2 separate regions of the Mus musculus genome follow, and region 1 is linked to region 2. The links are chromatin contacts, called in public promoter capture Hi-C maps. All regions are on one chromosome and are shown on one strand. Each heading gives the region's core, a stretch centred on a gene start, on an enhancer-like site or on the middle of the called end of the contact. The rest is flanking DNA. Distances are from core to core; before and after follow the strand shown. Region 1 holds the start of Ddx60 (DExD/H box helicase 60). Region 2 holds the start of Hpf1 (histone PARylation factor 1).

Region 1 (4,946 bases), core at 509-3,008, 1.0 Mb after region 2:
TGGTGAATAAGGGACAGCTGGGCACTCATCCTAAAATGAGACATTGATATCTTTTCCTCCAAAGCTCAAGGAATATTATGGGGGAAAGGAGGGAAAGAATGTAAGAGTCTCAAACAGGAAAGAGTGCTGTGAAACACTCTCTTCTGGACACGACATGCCTGTTATACCTGTGAATTCATAGTAACAGTGACTATCAACACAAGACAAGGCTCATCAACGTTCCATCACTGATGAGGGGAGCTCATGAGCTCTTCCTGAGGACCAGTAAACATTAACAGTGAGGGAGACATATCCCTCAATGGTGGCCACAGAGTTGTCCTTGCTCCAGTAAATTATATATATATATATCCTGATGTGACATGTCCTCAGCCTACCCCCTGTGTGCTATAATTGTAGACTTTTGACTTGAAAACCCTGTTTTCTCCACCGAGAGCTCTCCTGAGGTGCCAGCTTACTCTTGGTCAGCTGGCTGTGTAAAGAACTCACAGTGCTCACAGTTGGCTTAATAAGCATGGAGATTTGTAACCTGGAGTAGATTATTTCAATTTCATTCCTTGGTTTGTGGTTTTCCATCATCTTCATAGAGTCTTGCTAGAAGACTACATATGTAATCAAATTACCAGCCTGAATTTCTGCCTCTGTCACCACATTAAGAACCTGCTTATGATTATTTTGGGCCCACCTGAGATAATCCACTTATATCATGCTCCTTGGTTTAGGCTATGCGTGCAGTATCTATTACCACAGTTACCACAGTCTCAAGGAATTAGGTCGCTGACTTAAATTGGAGGGAACAGGAAAGGGTGACATTTTCTCACCCAGGAGGACAAAGCCTCAACAAAGCCCAGACACCTCTACCTTTTCAGGTAGTATTTTAATGTAAAGGAGGACAGAAAGGGTGGGACCTTTTCTTACTGTTACCAAGGAAACAGGGGCTAGGTCAAAAGCTGACCATGAGGGAAGGGTCCATTCTTAATGGCCTTCAAAACAATGGATGTTTCTCAAGTTATCTCAACACATTGCATTCTGTTGCTCTTTCCCCATGGATGAGAGTTCTGCCAGTGCCTGACAAAATAGCTTTTGGTCCCATTGTTGTCACGGTCACCCAAATGCAAGAGTCCCCCACTTTCTAGAATTCCAATATTGAAAATAGAATTGTCATATTTAGAGCCTTCCTAAAGTTCAGCAAGCATAGGATACTAAGCAAGCCAGCTTTCAAACCCAAATTTCAGGTATTGACAGGTAAAAAACCAAGCCAAACCAAATCAAACAAAATCAAAGGAAAGAAAAGTTATTAAGGCTGAGATAAAAGTAGGCTCCATTTTCAGCTTGTTTAGTAGTGCCATTCGGCTAAAGAAGATCCCAAATGGATTAATCACAGGCTTCAATAATAGACTCATGTAATCTCAAATTCCTACCTACCTTTAAAATACTACCTGAAAAGGTAGAGGTGTCTGGGCTTTGTTGAGGCTTTGTCCTCCTGCTGTCGTTAGCACAGTAGGAGCAATTGGCACAGCGCCCGGAGTTCTGCTGCTACAGCCTCTCCAATGTTGCCTTGCTTAGATGTCTCCAGATTTCCCTGTCAAATCCTCCTCCTTACCTCAAGAATCCCAAAGCCTCTGGTTTTCCTACCTTAACAGTACTAACTTTACCAAAGGATGCGCAAAGCTGCATTCACCAAATGCTCTTTGATTAGTGATGAATGGAAACCGAAACTTAAAGCTTCTGGGAGCAGAAGAGAAACCGAAACTATCCTTCACTTATAAAAGGCGGCCTGAGAGACTCACAAGTTGCCACTTTTTGGAGCTAGCGATTGGTCTTAGGTCTCCTGTGGTCGACTGTGTGCTTGCTTGTTACCTGCAGCGCGGACCAGCGCGCTCAATACCTGCTGCGCAGACCAGCGGTTCTCTGCACGTAGCAGGTCCAGGTTCCCGGTCTGGGCTTCCCGGTGAGGCCAGGGGGTTGCTTCTGGGCTCGCCAGGGGATTGTAGGGCGTGCCTAGGTCAGAGTATCCCAAAAGAGGAGCTGGAGCGGAGCTGAGGGGACAGCACTAGGAGGTAGCTTTCAATGGGCAGTGGAGCACAGACCCACCTACCCCAGTGGCCAGTACTCGGTGGACCACAGAGGGAAGAGGTCTGAGTGGTGAGTGGCAGGGAAAAAGATGCCTGACTCAGTCTCTTGAGGATCCTTTGTAAACGGGTAGCTGGGATAGGGATCAATAAGTAGGGGCATTGGGGTGTGTGCACAGCCAATAAATGTTGAACATCCCCACCAATAGTTTTTCTCCTAGGTGCCGAATCGAATCGGGGCCCTACTTCAGGCTTCCAGAGCTAGAAGCAGAATGTGAAGAAAAACCCAGATGAATTGTAGTTGCCCTGAAATTGCAGTGGCTAAGACAAGTTATGCTTTACTGCAGAAATGCATCCCCCCACCCAATCTCTTCGTATGCTAGCCCTAGCAGTCTCCCTGGGCTTCCTGGTACTCCCCATGGAACCCAGGTTGGGCCAACTTGGAGTATCCCGCTGCCTCAGTCTCCCTGTTTGAGTCATCTGAGATTTAATGTATTCATGTGTAAGGAGCAGGGATTGATTTTCTGTTTCCTCATCACAAATCAGCACAAACTGAGTTGCTTTAAACACAATAGGTGTTTTATTTTACAGATTCTGTTTAGGCACAGGCTAAGTGCTTTTTGCAAAGCCCAGCATAGAACTCAAGATGTCTGCCAGGGCGGAGCCAGGTTCTGGGTGCTCATTTTGGTTCCTTGAGGTCAGTAAGAAGTCTGGAATTCTCTGATTTCTTGCAAGTTGTTGATTAAGGGTAACTCAGAGTCTGATACCTTCCATTGTCACACTTCAGGTCACTTCTCACAGGTGGCTGTACTTTCCAAGGATATAGGAGGCTTTCTCAATTAACTAACATGCCTCATTACCAGAGAGACTGTCCTGGTAATAAGGGTGTCAGGACGCCCAACATATATATACGTATATACATATATGCATATATATATACATATATACATACATACATATATACATACATACATACGTACATACGTACATACATACATACATATATACATATATGCATATACATATACACATATACACATATTCATATATACACATGTATGTGTATGTATCAGGTCTATCATGTTTTGCAGGATTTTGTGACAATTCTTGTAATTTCTTTTCATAGTGAGTAAAAGAATGAGAAATCAGTAAATAGCTTTTAGATTCACTTTTTAAGTGTGTGTGTTTGTTGATGTGTGGGAATATGCATTTGAGTGCAAATATACTAGGAGTCCAGCGTGGTTGGATCCCTTGTGCTGTTACAACCTGTTGTGAGCCTGTGTACATTCTAGGAACAGAAGTTGGTTGGTCCTCTACAACAGCAGTAGACAGTCTTAATTACTGCATCATCTGCCATCTTTCTGGCCCTTTATATGTTCATACTTTCTAAAGGCACAACGTGCCTGTGGGGATCAGAGGACAATCTGCAGGGATGTGTTCTCTTCCTCTCTCAGGTAGGTCTCAAGGATAGAATGCAGGTCATCTGGCTGGGTGGCAAGCACCTTTACCCACTGAGCAATTTTATTGGTCCGGTTATGTAGATATTATTCAATGTCGATGCAGTCTGCATGTTTTAGCCTGAAAATATAGTCCTATATTACTGTGGCTACCCCTAGAAGTAGTCTTACTACATGTAAACTATGTACATAGCTCCATTGAATCTTTTTATTTTCCACAGTTTCTCTGTGGATTTTGTTTTGCATCCCCCCTCTTCCTTTAGCTAGAATTACAATTCAAGATGAGAATTGGTGGAATGCCTCACTTTACAATGACAGGTTATATCTTTTTGCATTCTCAATGAACTAAAATGTATGTTTGATGCAGAATCCTGGCTTCAAGGTATTTTCTTTTAGAAATTTAAAAACATGTTTTTTTCCCTCATAAAAGTATCCAGCAATATTTTTTCTTTTCATTCTTTTGAATGGCCTATACATACATGTTATTAACAGCTTGTCATGCACATACTGCTACTAATGACTTGCTTGGTATAATTTAATGGTCCAGTCCAGGCGGTACATGAAGGAGTACAATCCTTATGGACAATAACTAGACTCAGTGTTCCAGGAGGGTTTGTACCAGTGGGGTGAGCGTGAGCTCTGGGATGGTGGTCGGCTTTGGCCTTTGGTCTGTCTGTATGAGGCTGGTTGGGGATGAGTTGCAGAGCTCTTTGTTTATAGAGTGATAACCAGCTGCTTTTTCATATCACCAGCTCACCCTAAAGATAAACTGCAGAGACACACATTTTTACACACACAGGAATCCCTTAGAAACACAAAACCAGAAGAAATAATACATATGCTAAGGACCTGTAAGATGGAAAAGAAAGTTCTGACTCAACATTATAAAACAAAGAACCTACAAAAATGCCTTGAGTTTGGCCATCTACTTAGTAGTGGGTATGAAGCCTACAGTTAAGAGTAGATTGTTTCCTCAGCGAGAAAACTCATTTTTCATTTGCAAGTGGTTACCTATTAGGGATAGCTTCTAGGTTAGAGATGGGCCCAGAGAGGGGCATGTGTTCACTTCTTTCAGTCCTGGTACCCCATTTGGTACAGACCCATGTAGGTCCTTGTGCATATTGCCAGTCTCACATTGCCAGAGTTCACATGTGCTCCAGTCCTGTTGTATCCAGAAGATCTTGGTGCCTTGGTGTCCTCTGGCTCTTACACTTTTTCCACCTTCTCTTGGGCTCAGAGAACTCCAAGAGGGTTAGTTTGGCAATATCCTAGGTTATTTGGGTGTTCCTATGAGACTTATTTGGCCAAGAGCTAGATGTAACCCATTCTTGGTACTGGAAGCTCCATTTTGAAACAGGAGATGTCAAGTTGGGACTCTAACCTCACCCCCTTATTTGGCAAATTCATTTCGATTGTCTTC
Region 2 (4,625 bases), core at 772-3,271:
GTTGAAGCAGAGACCACGGTGGAGCACGGGGCTTGCTTTCATGCCTGGTCCAGTCTGCTTTCTGATAGGACCTAGGACCACCTGCCCAGGGGTACCAAAGCCCTCGGGGTGCTGGGTCCTCCCACATCAATCATTAATCAAGAAAATGCCTCACAGACTTGCCTACAGGCAATGTGATAAAGGCATTTTCCCAATTGAGGTTCTTCCCAGGTGACCCTAGGTCAACTTGACCAAAACAAACAAACAAACCAAACCAACAAACAAAAAAAAAAGATAAAACAAAAATAAATGAAACAAATAAATAAAAACAAAAACAAAACAGGATAAGAAAGAGATGTGCTTTAATGTCTTTTTGTAAAAAAAATCTATATTTGATAGAGATTTTGAAATTACATTGTTCAAATAATGTAATTTATAACCAGCCTCAAAGATTAAAGTTTTAAAATTAAATGTAAAAAGAATGGATTCGCTTATTTTAAAGAATCTCGTTTTGTAAATGAGATTATAAAGTAGTTTAAGAGGTGCACTGGTTAGGATTGTGAATGAGATAAAGGTTAGTATGAAAGGTCATATGGAAACAAACATTCTAATCCCAAGTATGGGTTATTGGCTGTTTTCCACACTCTTGTTTCAAACAGCTCTCTAAAGACTTTAGCCTATATTATCACAGTCTTTTCAAGTATTGTTAGGTGTGCTGAAATTCTTTCAGCTGGTGTGAAACATGTACCAGATGAGTACATGAGTGGGGTAGGAGGAGGATGGAGGGAGTGCGACCTTTAGGTCTTTTATTTTCTCTTTCACTCCCGCCCCAGTTACAGCAAGGGAGCAGCTGTGCCCCTGGTTTGAAGTGCTCCTCAAAACCGGAGGAGAAGGCTCAGTGGTGAAGAGTAATACACTGCCCTTGCAGGACACCCACGTCGAGTGGCTCACTGCCACTTATAACTCTATCTCCAGAGAATCCGATGCCTTTTTTTTGCCATCTGTGGGACACGCGCTCACACACACACACACACACACACACACACACACACACACACAAATCTACAAATCTACACTCATATAACTAAAAATAAAATAAGTTTAAAACCAAGGATATGTTCCACAAAATGAGAGTATACAAATTGTGAATAAGGAAGAGAAGGGGAAGGTGGTGGAGGAGTGTGTCTTCCAAACTGTGTTCTTCCTGAGAGTCAGATTCTGATTTTTAAGCTCTGGGTAGAGCCTGACAGTGTGCCTTTTTAAACTGGCTCGGGGTGCTGCAGCTGCTCGTGGTACAGGGCTTACACTAAGCATAGCCAAGATTTGTAAAAACAAAAACAAAAAACGAATTGTATTAGGAATGAAGAACAGAGAAATGAGAAGAGAGAGAGAGAGAGAGAGAGAGAGAGAGAGAGAGAGAGAAAGAGAGAGAGAGAGGATGTGAAGATAAAGGGAAGGAAATGGAGGGAGGTAAAGAAAAGAGAAAAGATAGGTTTACTTAGTGTTAGACAATAGTGCAATAGGAAGGGAAAGGGAAGCCGGGCGGTGGTGGTGCACGCCTTTAATCCCAGCACTCGGGAGGCAGAGGCAGGCGGATTTCTGAGTCAGGACAGCCAGGACTACACAGAGAAACCCTGTCTCGGAAAAAAAAAAAAAAAAAAAAAAAAAAGAGAGAAAGGGATGGAGTGCAAAAAATTAATTCTTTAAATGAGTAGAAACAAAGAAAACGAAAAGGCTGAAGTGAGGCAGCATCTTAAAGCTATCTCTCTTGAGCATATGAGGACGAAGTTTATCGCTCCTTAAGAACCCAAATTCAATAGTCATATAGTCTAGGTTCTAGCGCACGCTGGCGCTAGGCAATGGGCGGGGCCCCGGATGTAGCTCAGGGGGCGGTGCTTGCGTTCGGGGGGGCGGGGCCACCCCAGGTCTGCGGACCGGGCCTTGCGTCCTCCTCCGTCTCAGGGGGCGGAGCCTGGTCTCTAAATTGGCGCCTCTGAGTGGCTAAGCGGCAGCTCGGATTGGCGGCTTTTGAACCCGGAAGCACTAGCGGGCGCTCGGAAGCGGCAGGAGCGCGGGCCTTGGCTCGCTCGCTGCGGCTGCGGGATGGTTGGCGGTGGCGGGAAGCGCCGGACGGCCGGGGCGGGACCGCAGGTAGGCGAGGCGGGATGCGCTGGGTATGGGGACGCTATGGGCCGTGGAGGAGCCGAGGGCCGCCCTGCGGGGCAATGGCCCGGGGAAGTCGTTCCTTTCCAGCGCCAGCCCAGTTCCCACGAAGCTCTGCAGCCAGCGGACGGACCATTCATTCATTCATTCATTCACTCACTCACTCACTCACTCACTCACTCACTCACTCATTCACTTACTAACCAGCTGATGGAAACTGGAGGAGCTGCCAGGGCGGCGAGGCACACGCGAACAAACATTTCACCTTTCGTTTTTTTTTTTGCTTGGGGTTAACGCAGGTGTGTAAAAGAAAATGCTGGAATTAACAAGCCCTGGAGTTATTAAAGACTTTTGTTTAAGACAGTCTCTATGTTGTAGCCCCGGCTGTCCTGGAACTTGATATGTAGATCAGAACTCAATATGTAGCCTCCAAATCACAGAGACCCTCTTGCCTCTGCCTCCAGGACACGAACCACCACTGCCCGGCTACTTTGGTAGCCTGACCTGGAAGTGTAAGGGATACGGGTTCTCAGATGAGTGATAGATTGGCCAGTCTGGACTCTTACATGATTTCATGGGTTCCTTAAGCATACAGTAGCTAATGGGAGAAGTTAAGCAGGGAAACGAACGTTTAACAAAAGTGACACCAGCTATGTTTTAAACTGGGTAGGGTGAGGCGATTGCTAAGGCTTAACGGCCAGTGGATGGCGAACATAGGTATTATTCTCGTTGTGTTGTGTTTTCTCACAACACCAAGTTAAAAATGTGGTTTAAAGAGAACAGCCTTGTCAGGCAGAAGCAATAAGACCAAAAGTTCAGTGTCCTCCTCAGTTACATTACAAGTTCAAGACCAGCCTGGGTTACAATAGACCTGTCTTAAACAAAGTCCAGCTTGATGACGTAGAGAGTAATAGTACTGATGACTTGAATTCAGTCCCTGAAGTCATGTGGAGTTAGGGAAGGGGACAATGTGACCAAATACGTTGTATGTAAAACCACTCCCACAGTTCTGCATCTACCCATTTGGGTGCCTTTTCCTTTTTGCCTAAGCATTTCCTGCCGCTTCTAGTCACTGTGGCTATCACCCTGAAGTTGGAGTTACCCTTGCCTTCTTGTAGAGTTTGTTGTTTCCTTAAAAAGCTTTTATGGTACATCTTGTCTTAGTCAGTATTCTACTGCTGTGAAGAGACACCATGACCATTAAAAAAAAAAAAAAGTGCCTAGCTGGGGCTTGATTACAGTTTTAGAGGTTCGGTCCACTATCACCACGGCTGGAAGCGTGGTAGCAGGCAGGCAGGTATGCTGCAGGAGAAGCAGAGAGTTCTACATCTAGACTGGAAGGCAGCAGGAAGGGAGAGACTCTGGGCGTGGAATGGGCTTTTTGAAACCTCAAAGTCTTATCTATCCCCTAGTGACACACTTCCTCCACCAAGGCCACAGTTCCTAGTCCTTCCCAGTACTGCCATTCCTTGGTGTACTCAAATTTATAAGTGCTATTCTGTTTAAAACCACCACACATCTATCTAATCTTGGGGGGTTTTCTTAATTGAACATCATACAAAGATTGAGCCATGTTGTCTAACTGTACTTCTCTTTCTTTCATTTAGTTACTGTTCCCCAGTGTTTGAAAGCCCTGTAACTATCTATTTTCCTGTTGGCTGGCATTTCAACCTCCTAAGGACAGTGCTGTCAAAAACAATTCTTACCCGATGCCTGACTTGTACATACAGTGTGTAGGCTTGGAATGACAGTTACCAATACATATGGTTGGACCCCTGAGAACATGTAGTTATCAACACCTGGGTGAGAAATGCCGACTCTAGCGGCACTGGCTTGCTGAGGGCAGCTCTCCCGCGCACTGGGCGGCGTTGAGCTGTATCCCTTAGCCTCTGCAGCACTAGGTGCCGCTGGTCCTGCTGCGGGTAGAATGTGCCGAGTTTCGCCTGGATTCAGAACCACAAGGATCTAAGTTCCCAGAAAGAAAGAGATTGTACTTAGAAAACAAGACAGATACGCAAAGTAAGCAAGTTGCCTTGGTAGCACTGAGCCAGTTTCCAATAGCATCCTTTAACCTTTAATTTGCATGGGTGCTAGAGATGCAAATCTTAGCATTACAAAGCCTTTTCCGAAAGACATGGTTTTTAGCTCAGAGGATATTCCCATATTGATCCTTAACTATACCATACCTCTCCTCTCTTTTTGTTTGGAATGTCAAAAGGAAGTTATCTGGTTTTAAGTGGAAGGGTAGTAATGATTGTGGTAAGTAGTGCAGACCTAACTATGGTTGGAGTTCCTGAAAAAACAGCTTTTTTCCCCCATTATTTATGTTTTAGGTTAGAATACAAAGAAATTGGTCTCATCCTGGCTTACTCATGCATATGTGCCATTGTACATTCGTTTTGTTTGTTCTTAAAGATGTATCCGACGATGGCTTTGCTCAGGCAGTCCTCTTAAGTGCTATGGTTGCTGGGTAATAACATGAC

What was found. Capture Hi-C pulls out chosen DNA fragments and counts their contacts.
Region 1: a contact with region 2 is called in a promoter capture Hi-C map of liver, with 4 times the contacts expected there. The contact joins the promoter of Ddx60 here to the promoter of Hpf1 in region 2. A contact is called at or near these places in 2 of 39 promoter capture datasets (the 3T3-L1 cell line and liver), 1 of 484 Hi-C or Micro-C datasets (CD4 T cells) and 2 of 9 other capture datasets (adipose tissue and liver).

What each region holds. Positions count from the first base shown.
Region 1 is chr8:61,926,329-61,931,274 of GRCm38.p6, forward strand. It overlaps Ddx60 (DExD/H box helicase 60), which reads left to right and starts at 1,759. Exons shown (of 38, transcript NM_001293783.1): 1 at 1,759-1,948.
Region 2 is chr8:60,888,407-60,893,031 of GRCm38.p6, forward strand. It overlaps Hpf1 (histone PARylation factor 1), which reads left to right and starts at 2,022. Exons shown (of 8, transcript NM_028299.3): 1 at 2,022-2,130. The coding sequence starts at 2,083.